2 separate regions of the Mus musculus genome follow, and region 2 is linked to region 1. The links are chromatin contacts, called in public HiChIP or PLAC-seq maps. All regions are on one chromosome and are shown on one strand. The core of a region is the stretch at or near the end of the contact, and the rest is flanking DNA. Distances in the headings are between cores, read along the strand shown. Region 1 overlaps Gm26685 (predicted gene, 26685). Region 2 overlaps Gm32652 (a long non-coding RNA gene).

What was found. HiChIP or PLAC-seq counts read pairs in DNA pulled down with a chosen protein or histone mark.
Region 2: a contact with region 1 is called in a CTCF HiChIP or PLAC-seq map of large pre-B cells, with 5 times the contacts expected there. The contact joins two enhancer-like sites. A contact is called at or near these places in 1 of 15 datasets of contacts at CTCF or cohesin (large pre-B cells), 3 of 484 Hi-C or Micro-C datasets (CD4 T cells, liver and uterus), 5 of 115 datasets of contacts at active chromatin or transcription factors (the 230-238 cell line, embryonic basal ganglia, large pre-B cells and 2 more) and 1 of 9 other capture datasets (embryonic stem cells).

The regions. Positions count from the first base shown.
Region 1 is chr1:164,510,282-164,513,189 of GRCm38.p6, reverse strand. All of the region lies in intron 2 of Gm26685 (predicted gene, 26685), which reads right to left. Among named protein-coding and RNA genes, the nearest start is that of Gm26685, 8.4 kb to the right of the region's middle. Within about 2 kb of position 1,394, at least 31 of the 459 cell types and tissues checked have an H3K27ac peak or open chromatin away from gene starts, as enhancers often do.
Region 2 is chr1:164,887,435-164,890,342 of GRCm38.p6, reverse strand. All of the region lies in intron 1 of Gm32652 (a long non-coding RNA gene), which reads left to right. Among named protein-coding and RNA genes, the nearest start is that of Gm32652, 11 kb to the left of the region's middle. Within about 2 kb of position 1,527, at least 52 of the 459 cell types and tissues checked have an H3K27ac peak or open chromatin away from gene starts, as enhancers often do.

The DNA.
Region 1 (2,908 bases), core at 145-2,644:
AGGGAATTAAAAGAATGAAAAAGAGAAACAAAGATAATGTTGGCACTTACTATGTGCCATACCCAGTATTAAATGCTTAACATCCACTATCAATTTTAATCCCCAGAACAACCCTCTATGAACTTCTTTTCTAAAGAACTTCAGAGTCTACAAACACTAAATTGATTATCCAGGATTAGAGAGCTATTAAAGACAGAAACCAGAATAAAAACAGATGACCAGACCTGAGATCCTTTGAGCCTAATCACTGTGTACCCAACACAGGCTACCCTAGCTGGGAGACAAGCAGCTCAGAAACCTGTGACTTAATCTGCACTTCTAACCCCTTGGTTCTTCTCATTCGAGAGGTGGGATATCTGCATAAGCCAGTGCAAAGGAACCTAAAAATTTAAGAAGCCCGTGAACCCAGAAAGAGAAGCACCAAGATGCTGCTTATGGAGGAAGAAAAGAAAGATAGGAGTTCTATCCATAATGCCAGGCAACAGGGATGCCGGATGACCACTTGGCTACTCATTGGCTCTCCTCACCTGCTTCACACACTGTGCCCATGAAAAACATCTAACCAGAGTCCTTTCCACTAGCACAGTGCCAGATTAGCTAGCTCGAGCACTGCCTTCCATCAGGGATTTCCCCACAGTTTCTCCTCCAAGAGGAGGAAACCATCTCCCTTTGGATTGATAGGTATCTTGGGACTGAGCAGAGGCGGAGGAAAATATTGCCATTTGGATTCATCTTCATAGCCTCTCCCGGACTCAAGTACTGAGGTAGAGTCGAGTTCTAGCCAGGGCCAATCAGGAATCTCCTGGTCTAGCCTCTGCACCCTGACACACTGAGGTTGAGACAAAAGCTCTAACAAGCTTTGGTTTCTCCACGGTTCCTGAGACACAGTTCCTGAGAATGCACGCATCACCTCTTGCAGTGACCTCTCCAGGTTGACATAACCCCTTCTCCTTCATGCCTGCCTTCCTCAGGCACCCGCCCTCTGACAATACCTGTGCATGTCTGGCAGTCTGCCTTCATTGGGTCACTCCTCTGTTCTTTAGTCTGGACTCCACTCACACCCATGCTTTCTACTCTCCAGCTTCGGTGGAGTATTGAAAACACTCCGAGTTCTAAGTCTACAAATTCAGCCATTAGAAAAAGTATTTAAGGAGCGCATGCCCCATGTGCCAGACATTGTTCTAGAACTGGAGAGTAAGCAAAGAGGGGAGTATGAGAGGTCTCTACTTCCCTGAGCTTAGAAGAAGTTTTCACAAAAGGAGTTTACCAAAAAAAGACCTAGGTGGGTAGAGGTAAGACAAGAGGGACTTCCTCAAAATATTATCTACAAGTTCCTGTCACAGCTCACTGAAAACACATCCTGCCACAGTCCATGAAACTAAGACAGTACGCTTGGTACTGAGTGGTGGCTTGCAGGAAGTCACTTAGATTCTCAGCATGGTGACAGCCTTTTGAACTGTACAGCAGGGGAATTAATTTTATCTGTGGCAGGAATGTTGGGTCTGTGCTCAGCCTGGAGTTTCCAACAGGAGGATCAGAGGTAGGAAAGTTGCTACATCCACCCAAGGTATTTCCCTTGCTTTGGCCTCTTCCGTCTTGACAACAGCGATCTTTTTCAAGTTCTGTCCACAGACGGCTTCTGAAAACAGGTGCTGGCCAGTTGGCATCATGTGGGGTAAAACCTAGCCAAGGATTGATGTAGTGTCACTTCCAGTAGAAAATTTGCAGCATAAAAGGTGTTAAATAATCTGTTAAGCTTTTTAATGAATTTTACATTAAGAAAAAGATATTTTAGAAACCAGAATAAAATTTTCACATGAATTGCAAAGTTAAAGACATATGAAGTCTTCTGGCCTCGCAGCTTTAGATTCCTAGCCCTACACACCACACACACACACACCCCACATATACATATACATATACATATACATATACATATACATATACATATACATATACATATACTATACATATACATATACATATACACATGTTGTATGTGTATCAATTAATTAATAAATCCTGTTGGCGTGGTTCACTACCTGCCTCAATGTTTATGTTCCCAAATGAAAGACACACACACAGCCTTTATATTTTAATATGTCTTAAACAGCTCAATAGTCTATAAACAGTTTGAGGGGATATAATTAGCATTTGTAATACAAGCCGCTATACACACATGCATATATGCACACCACATACACACATACACACACATGCATACATACAGCACATAAACACATACACACAGCACAAATATCACACACATGTGCACACACCACATACATATACAAACAGACATATACCGCATATACATACCACACAAACATATCATGCATACATATACACACACATGCACACACTTACACATACAAACCACACACATAGAGACACATATATCACATACACACACATGCACAAACCACACACATACCACATATATACACACACATGCACACACATGCACATACCACACACACACACACACACACACACACCACATCCAGTCCTCAAGGGCTCCCCCTCCGCACTCTGTAATACCCTCCTGTAGGTTGACTGAAAGGCTCTGCAGTGCTCCTGCTCTGTCGTCTCCCAGCAGTTCCCCAAGCAGAGAGAGGAGAGCAGGTGAGCCAGACAATCAGACAGACAGGCAGACAGACAGACATCTGCTTCCCCCAGGTGTTCACTCACTTTCACAATAGTAACCCAACCAGAAGAAGTTCTCCGCGGTTGGCACAGACAATTCTCTCTCCCAGCAGCAGCTTCCAAAGAAGAAAAACTCCAGGGCTGTGTAAAAGACCAACTGGGAAAGGGCACCCAGGACCCAGACCCTCCCCCATTTTCTCTCTGCCATTCTGAGTTTGTTGACGCTTGTGCTCATGACATCAAGATAGCTGCCACAGTGCCA
Region 2 (2,908 bases), core at 278-2,777, 380 kb before region 1:
AAAAGCAGAGTTTACATTTACCTTGTAAAATAGGCTTAAGGTAAAGACTATCCTCTCTCCCCTCAAATCTCATAAAATACTTAAGATAGAACCGTTTATGATCTCTAATCTCTAACCTGGATGAGCCGATGACTTCATCTCTTGAAGCAGGAATGATAATGTTAATGGTTTTTCAGTGTGGCATTAATACCTGGACAGGCTTGAAATAGCATAGCTTCATACATACTAGAAAATGTGATTGTGACTAGGGCTGAACTATAATTATTGTTCTTTTATCAAAATGTAAAGAAAATATGAGTAAAGAACAAAATTTAACAGAGGAATTAATGTGGCTTTTTGCAGAGGTGGCATCTGTGCTCATGAGCATATCACAGAAGTGACGTGGAGATGGCAGGTAACAGAAGGACACGTGATGTCACATGAGAGTCACATATGATGTCACATGAGATGTCCCAGGAGATCCCTCAGCCAACCCAGCACCTAGCCAAACCACACTTTATTTCAAAGAACCTTACTTATTTTTCATTTTTTTTAAAAAAAGATAATCAAGACATGGCCTTGCTATACAGCCCAAGTTGGCTTTGAACACTGGATCCCCTTATCTCAGGCTCTTGAGAGCTAAAATTACAGGCATGTGCTACCATGCTTAGCTAGAACTTGCTTTTTTGATGTAGGAAATAGATAAAATAATATCTTATCCTTGACATTGTAGCTGAGGTTCAATAGAGCAATGTATGCTGTGCACCTTGAATGGTGTTTAGTAGGTAGTATGCTTGCCAGAAGGCTGACTGTAATAGATACTTTTGATTCTGAAAGTGGAGACATCTTCGCTGTTCTTCATGTTTTGAAGTCCTCTTTATCTGGGTAAGACCAGTTTTCCCATAGCCTTTGCAGGCCCCCATTCCAGATCATGCCAGTTCCTTCTTCTCCAGGCCCGGGACACTTTGTTTATGCTTCTGTTCCTTCACTTCCGCCTCAATTAATTGTGGAACTGTTTTTCTTGCATGTCTGTGTCTTGAGCTAGAGTTAAGGTTTTAATACATCTATTATTCTCATAGAACAAAAAAGATGTAGTGAAGCACCCCACTAATGTTTTTAGAATTGAGAATTCTTTCCAATTTTCACAGCAGAGAAAGCAGCCAACATTTGGAAGGGTCTTATTTATCTTGTCCCCTCAATTTTATCTATGAGGATGCTGGGATAATATACAGAAGAGACTCTGTTGTGGGTAGAGCTCTGCTAGATTCCTGTTTCTGCACGTGGCATAGCATATATCAGCAGCAGCTAAGATGAACTTATCCATTATTGTCTCTGAAGATCTCGCTATCATCATTAACATAGAGACCCTGTCTCCCCTGCTCAGTCTAGGGAGACAAGAAACACACACAGAAAGTGACAACTGATTTTCCAAGACTGATGATATTTAGCAACCCTCACTTAGTTTCACAGCACAAGGTTGGCATATTCAGATCCAACAAAAAACGTCAGAACATTGTCTGGGCATGATGAAAGTGAGTTGGCTGTGCCTAAGCAGCCTTACGCTATTTCCTGTGCCAGGTGATCAAAGTAAGGAACAGCTAAGCGCCCCGCAAAGGAATGAAAACAATGAATGCTGCTTCCTTCCCGGGACAGCTAGCGTGCTAGGAAACAGTTTCTGAAACTCTGAGGACAAGTGTCAGTCACTGGGTCCCCTGCATCTCAAACTTGGTGCAGGAAATGACTGTGACAGGAGGAGTCAGCCTCTGGCACTTTGGCTGTTTTTGGGTTTTTCTTTGCTATCAGATGAGACTCTTGTTATCCATATCCAAGAAGAGAGGAATGGAAGCTGGGGAATATATGTGGTATCATGCTGTAATGGAAAGAAGAGTGTGTTCAAGCCCAGGCTCTTACACACACCAGCTCTGTGGCTTTTCCCAGTTTATCTCTGTGACCATTTCTTAATGATGGCAGATAGGACTGGAGATGACATACCGATTACATATTTATTGACTGGCAACACCATTAAGCACCACACAGCCATACAAACTTATACTTTCGGGACCACAATAAAAACTAACTAAACCTTAACCAGGACACTTTTGGTTAAAATGTCCCAGTCATATCTAGTTTTGAGCATTGGCCTCCCAGGACGATTCTTTGCTTGCAGCAAATCTTATGAGCTAGTAACTTTGCCGACTTTTAGTTCTAAGTCTGCTGGCTGTTATCTCAAACCTTACTTTAGAAGGTTCTGGAACTCATCCTTAGGGGAAGAGCTGGGACCTGGGAAGACTGCATTATCCACTCCCTTCTGCTGTGGAACAAACTAATCAAGGGCATATGTCCCAGACAGTGGGTTAGTGATGTCATCTGCCTTCACAAAGAATAACTTATTAATGTCTCAGTGACTCACACTGTATGACTCTCCAGGCATTTGCTAGAGGATAAGTATAGGAACAGATGAACAAGAATATACAGAGAGGTGACAGCGACTGAGACAGAAAGCATTTTAAATGGGGCAGTGGCTCTGAGAGAGAAACACAGAGGTCAGCCATGCTGAAGGTAGGAGAGAGAGGGATTGAATGGGAGCTAGACAAGAGCAAGGGAAAGCAAGGAGATCTCTTCAGAGAGGGGGCAGTGGCGTGGACATTAAACAAGAAAAGAAAATGTGACTGGGGGAAAAGAGGAAAGATGTCATTACAAGTCATCACACATCATCTGGTGTCATTATATGATCGAAACCTGAGCTCCTTCCAATAACTTTACTGACCAATTAAAGGAAGTTAAAATTGCTAAGTATATCTTCTGATCAGAGTGGTCCCAGAAGGAAGATGGTTAGGAATATCTGTTTTAGGGATGAGATGTTTTGTAAATCTGGTGAAATCCATGGGGGGGAAAAAAGGATAAGTTTAAATTCCAACTGTTCTGCATA